Regions from separate parts of the Mus musculus genome. Here region 2 is linked to region 1. The links are chromatin contacts, called in public Hi-C maps. All regions are on one chromosome and are shown on one strand. The core of a region is the stretch at or near the end of the contact, and the rest is flanking DNA. Distances in the headings are between cores, read along the strand shown. Region 1 has its middle 12 kb from the start of Gm36862. Region 2 has its middle 13 kb from the start of Gm29864.

Region 1 (3,210 bases), core at 707-3,206:
TATTAATTAGATTAGACCTTATTTAAAAATTACCACTGGACAGTTGCATCATTTATTTGACATTCTTAAAGGAGATCCTGATCCAAAATCTAAAAGACAGCTTACAAAAGAAGCCTTAGAACAATTAGAATTGATAGAACAAATGATGCAAGATACAAAAATAAAACAAGTAAATTATTTAAAACCATGGTCCCTTCTTATACTTAAAACATCTTACACCCCTACTGTATGTCTGTGGCAAGAAGGAGTATTAGATTAGATTTATCTACCTCATATTCAAGTAAAAATGGTATCTTCTTATCCCTTTATGTGTAGTCAATTAATTATTAAAGGGAGGTTAAGATCTAGGGAATTACTTGGTAAAGAAATGCAAGAAATTATCATTCCTTATAATAAGGAACAATTGGAGTATTTACTCCAATTGCAGATGATTGTGGAATAGCATTAGCTCATTATATGGGGCAAATCAAATATCATGTACCTCAATACCCTATATTAAAGTTTGTAGAAGAAACAGAGATAATCTTTCCTTCTAAAATAGCATTGGAACCCATTTCTGATGCCCTCTTGGTATTTACAGATGGGTCATCCAATGGAACCTCAGCTGTCTCTATAAAAGATAGACCTGTAACTATTAAAAGGGCAAAAGAAATTTCTGCACAGTAGGCAGAAATTATTGCAGTTATTTATTTATTTGACTTTTTTGAGACAGGGTTTCTCTGTGTAGCCCTGGCTGTCCTGGAACTCACTTTGGAGACCAGGCTGGTCTCGAACTCAGAAATCTGCCTGCCTCTGCCTCCCAAGTGCTGGGATTAAAGGCGTGCGCCACCACGCCCGGCATTATTGCAGTTATTACTGCCCTCGACCACATACCTGAAGAGTTCGATCTTTATACAAATTCAAAATATGTAGTTCATTTATTTCCTGATATAGAGACAGCTCTTATATCTGGGAGTTCAAAAATTATATCACTCTTGCTTCTGCTGCAAAATATAATTCAATCAAGAAAAAGACAAATTTTTATAGGACATATCAGAGGACATACTGACCTGCCAGGTCTATTGGCTTCAGGAGATTCTATGGCAGATTTATTAACGAAGGAACAGGTGACTGCTAGTATGGCTGAACAAGCATTGGAAAGTCATGCTTTACATCATCAGAATGCATTGGCCTTGAGAAGGATTTGACATGAGAACAGGCTAGACAAATTGTGAAGGATTGCAAACATTGTCCTGATGTATATCACTCATTAAAAATGGAAGTTAAGCTGGGTGATGGTGGCGCACACCTTTAATCCCAGCATTTGGGAGGCAGAGGCAGGTGGATTTCTGAGTTCGAGGCAAACTGGGTCTACAAAGTGAGTTCCAGGACAGCTAGGGCTATACGGAGAAACCCTGTCTTGGGGGGGAAAAAATGGAAGTTAGCCCAAGGGGCCTTAAACCTCAAGTTCTGTGGCAAATGGACATAACTCATGTCCCAAAATTTGGAAAATTGGCCTATGTACATGGAATTCCATATAACCCCCAAGGTCAGGCTACTATAGAAAGGACTCATCAAAATCTTTTTGTTGTTGTTGTTGTTTTGTTTTTGTTTTTTCGAGACAGAGTTTCTCTGTGTAGTCCTGGCTGTCCTGGAACTCACTCTGTAGACCAGGCTGGCCTAGAACTCAGAAATCCACCTGCCTCTGCCTCCCAAATGCTGGGATTAAAGGCATGCGTCATCACTGCCTGGCCAGGACTCATCAAAATCTTAAGGTACAACTTCAGAGATTAAAGTCTAGTGGTCATTATTATTCACCTCATCAACTATTAAGCCATGCTTTATTTGCCATTAATCGCCTTAATACAGATGATAAGGGTTTTATTCCTATGACGAGTGGCAGCTAGGAGTCGCCTTGACACCATAAAGAACACAATGAAAGACAGGCTGCGGCAGGAAGCGCAAGCCCACACGGCAGCTCCAGAGACACCAAAGGAAGTTGACAAAATAGTGTCTGACACTGGGTTTTCTAGAATCGAGAGGCTTGTGAAGTCATTCTCAAAGATTTGGAACACCTATGTCTGCCAGCAAAGTTATGCCTGAGGGCGGGGCTGCAGAGGACCTTCTAAGACAGAAGACGCTGACCCTCAGAGCAGCGAGAGGAAGCATGTTGCTCAGATGTTTTCAGATCGGCTAGAAAGCAGGTGCAGCCCAGTAGAAGTTGCCCCGTGTGCTGGAGAACAAGATTCAAGAGACTTAGAGCATCCAAATCCTTACCCACCTGGCCTCGAGAACCCACATCCCAGGGACCGCCCATACCCGGCTGGGTGGTCCGTGGCATGGGGTCGCAGTAATGGGACTTTGTAGCAGTAGGTAGACTGGGCTTAGTCCAGAACAAGATAAGGAAAAGTAGGGATTTGGAGCTGAATAGGAGGGTCAGTGTTTTACGAGTGTTTTGTGGGGGCTGGAGAGGTGGTTCAATGGTTAAGAGCACTGGCTGCTCTTCCTGAGTTCAATTCCCAGCAACTACACAGTGGCTCACAACCATTTGTAATGGGATCTGATGCCCTCTAATAGTGTGTCTGAAGACAATGACAGTGTACTCATATACATAAAATAAGTAAATCTATTTTTAAAAAGTGTTTCATGGGAGCTGGCAAGATGGCTCAGTGGGTAAGAACACTGACTGCTCTTCCGAAGGTCCTGAGTTCAAATCCCAGCAACCACATGGTGGTGAGATCTGATGCCCCCTTCTGGTGTGTCTGAAGACAGCTACAGTGTACTTATGTATAAAATAAATAAATTTTTGGGCCGGAGCAAGCAGGGACTGAGCAAACAGGGCAGACTGGAGTGAGCAGAGGTCCTAAAAATTCAGTTCCCGACAACCATCTGTACAGCTACAGTGTACTCACATACATAAAATAAATAAATCTTTAAAAAGAAAAAAAAAGTGTTTTGTGTTCTTGCAGAAGAATGGATTTTGTTTCCGTAGCATCCATGTTAGGTAGGTCACATCCACCTGCTGTAACTCCAGCTCCAGGAGATCCAGCGCCCTCCTCTGACCTCTATGAGCAACTGCATAAGCTGCATGCACAGGTTTGGGGGGGTGGGGGGTAATGTGCGCGCGCGCACACACACACACATAAATGGAAGAAAAAAAGAAAAGAGGGGCTGGAGAGATGGCTCAGTGAGTAAGAGGTAATAAGGATTCTAGAGGATCTGAGGTCAGTT
Region 2 (3,106 bases), core at 201-2,700, 93 kb before region 1:
GCACTGACTACTACTCTTCCAAAGGACCTGAGTTCAATTCCCAGCCTCCACTGGCAGCTTACAACTGTTTATAACTCCAGTTCCAGGGGATCCAACACCCTCACGCAGACACAGAAGTATGCAAACCACTAATAAACATAAAATAAAAATAAATCATATTTTTAATAAGAAAGAATCATTTTGTTTTTCAACAGGGTCTCATGTACCCTAGTCTGACTTCTATCTAACTATGTAGAGGAGAATGGCCTTGACCTTCTGACCCTCTCAAATACTAGGGTCACAGGTATACAGCAGCACACCTGTCTTATATAAGAGATGGAATTCAGGACTTCCTGTGTGCCTAGCAAACATCCTAGCAAACCAACTTTCATTCCTTGTAATGGCTTTTGCTTGCAGACTTCCCGAAATGGTCTTAGAGAGATTCCCCAGAGGCGCTATCGAGCTATACTGGGAGAACAGTTGTATGGAATTATGTGATATATTTGTGTTGCCTACAAAGTGAGTCCCTGACTCCCTGGCTCTAAGGTGCATCCTTCCATCCCTGCCCAAGACATAGCACAGTATTTGTGAAATCTCGATGCATCTTTTTAGTTTCTATGTATGTGTGCCCATTTGTGGGCATGCATGCAAGTGCCAAAAGAGATCAGAATAGGATGTTGGATCCCCTAGGGGTGAGGTTACAGGCAGCTGTGAACCATGTGAGTGCTGGGAACTGAAGGCAGGTCCTCCGGAAGAGCAGTGTGTGCTCTTAAATACTGAGTTACCTCCCCAGCCCCATTTTAAATGTAATTTGAAATTGCCTCTCCCTCGTGTTCTCACTGATTGACTCATCTTTCAATATCTTAGAGTCAGACGCTATTACAATAATCACAGACAGGAGACTCTCCTACATTCCTTCCAAGGGTCCTTGGGACATTGATCCAGAGCCCAAACAGAGGCAAGCATGGGGCAAGTGCCATCATCCTGCAAAGAGCATGGCTACCCCTCATTCCTAGTTATACTTGTGGCTCATCAGCTCCTCTTGTCAGCCTGCCCTACCTCCTCCTCCTCCTCCTCCTCCCCCTCCTCCTCCTCCTCCTCCTTCTCCTCTGGTTAGCAGGTTCCATTTCCCCTTCTAGGACCTGTGAGCTCTCGGGAGCAAGCTGTTGCGCTATTTGTTTGCAGTTTTGCCTCTCCTCCTGGCTGCACGATTCTCCAGGGAGAGAGGGTTTTAGGCCCATCCTTATAAGCTAAGGCCTGGCAACATGCCAGCCCTCAGACAGAAAAGGCCGGCGGGATCTGGAGACAGCTAAGGAAACCTGAGTTTCAGAAGGTCACCTCACAGCAGGTGGAGGACTGCACCAGGAGAGCCTCTCGAAGGACAGCTGTTGTTTGGCACAGCCATGGGTGTAACCTGACACACAGAGAACCTTGGCAGCTTCTCAGCCTCAGAAGACAAGAGGTGGTCCTGTAGGAGGGGCTTCTGGAAAGCCAGGCCTCTGGGAGAACAAGCCCATTGGTGTCCAGGCCTATCACTCTCTGGGACACACTCCCTGCTGGGCTGTGGTTAAGTTGAGGGGGAAGGGTTTTTGTTCTTGCCTCTGGGACACCTGGCCCAGTACCCAGCATAGCACTGAGCACAAGATAGGGTTTGTGGAACTGAGTATTTTATGAGTGATTAAAACAACCACACAAAACAAACAAACAAAAACCCAGGGTCTCAGGTGGCTCAGGTTGACCTTGAACTCACTATGTAGCAAAAATGACCTTAAACTCCTGATCCTTCTACCTCGATCTCTTAAGAACATACCCCACCACACCTAGACAGAATAGACATTTTTTAAAATTGTGTGTGTGTGTGTTAGCATGAGTGTGCATATGAGCTTGAGTGTACATGCATGTGCCATAGTGCCTGTGTGTAGGTCAGAGGACAGTTTGAGGGAGTCAGTTCTCTCCTATCATGTGGGTCCCAGGGATTACAGGTTTTCTCCCTGAGACATCTCACCAGCCCCCAGAACTGAATGTTCTGAACACACAAGGATATATGTATTAACACCATTGTATTTTATTGGCTTTATTGTTATATATATTTTTTTCTAATCTATCACTATAGTCACTTGGCCACAACTGCATACGCCTATTGTGGCTTTGTTATTTTGGTCTGAGACGGTGTCCCATACTGACCAGCTGGCTTCAGGGTCCTGGATTTATAAGGTCCTTGGGCTCCTGAATGCCTGGGACAACAGGGGTGCACTATCTTATGTGGAGGGAAACAGAGGTTAGGAGAAACTGCAAGGTTTCAATACAGACAGAGCACAGTTCTGCAAATTTTAAAAAAGATTTATTTATTGTGCATTGATGTTTTGCCTATATGTATGTCTGTGTAAGAGTGTTAGATCCCCTGGAACTAAAGTTACAAACAGTTGTGAGCTGCCATGTGGGTGTTGGGAATTGAACCTGGGTCCTATGGAAGAACAGTCCCGGATCTTAATCATTGAGCTGTCTCTCCAGCCCTGGTAGCTGGAATACCCAGATTTCTCAGAAATCCAGAAAGGGTATTTTCAAAGATAACTGACCTTCATGAGAAAGGACCCCAAGGAACCAGCCCTGGTCGGAGTAGGTCATGTTCACAGGTCAATGATTCCGAAGTCTATGGTAACTCTGGGTCTTCTAGAACCTATGGCATCTACAGGGTTTCCTCATGAAGTTGCCAGATATGAATTGGAAACTTCTAGAACGTTCAGAGTTTTCAAGAGAGGGCAAAGGAAATCAAGACCAGATACCCAGGCAATCTTCTTGATAATTCTAAGTCACTAAGCAAATCCACAGAGAAAGGGTCCATTTGCTGACCTGGAACTTCATCCCAGGATGGCCCAGGTGGGTAAAGGGTAAAGGGGAGAGGTGACATGTGACATAGAAAGACCACAATCACAGGAATACACTGTATGCATGCATGAACACAGAGGGGAGAGAGATGGAGGGAGGGAGGGAGAGATAAGGAAGAGAGAGATTTCTACTGTTACCCAAAATAGTTTCTGAAAGTCCTTTATCTATGATTTGCTATGAAAATCTATTTTACAAATGACACTACATATTTAGAAACAAGGCAGAGGGGCCCCAGGCTACA

What was found. A called contact is a pair of places that touch in the nucleus more often than the background predicts.
Region 2: a Hi-C map of the P5424 cell line shows a contact between it and region 1, with 3 times the contacts expected there. The contact joins two enhancer-like sites. A contact is called at or near these places in 1 of 15 datasets of contacts at CTCF or cohesin (the NIH/3T3 cell line), 67 of 484 Hi-C or Micro-C datasets (B cells, the BV-2 cell line, the Ba/F3 cell line and 43 more), 12 of 115 datasets of contacts at active chromatin or transcription factors (bone marrow-derived dendritic cells, embryonic hindbrain, embryonic stem cells and 2 more) and 1 of 9 other capture datasets (embryonic stem cells).

What each region holds. Positions count from the first base shown.
Region 1 is chr12:17,567,512-17,570,721 of GRCm38.p6, reverse strand. No RefSeq gene overlaps it. Among named protein-coding and RNA genes, the nearest start is that of Gm36862, 12 kb to the right of the region's middle. Within about 2 kb of position 1,956, at least 26 of the 459 cell types and tissues checked have an H3K27ac peak or open chromatin away from gene starts, as enhancers often do. A contact at or near this core is called in the P5424 cell line, where this site is marked.
Region 2 is chr12:17,659,980-17,663,085 of GRCm38.p6, reverse strand. No RefSeq gene overlaps it. Among named protein-coding and RNA genes, the nearest start is that of Gm29864, 13 kb to the left of the region's middle. Within about 2 kb of position 1,450, at least 37 of the 459 cell types and tissues checked have an H3K27ac peak or open chromatin away from gene starts, as enhancers often do. A contact at or near this core is called in the P5424 cell line, where this site is marked.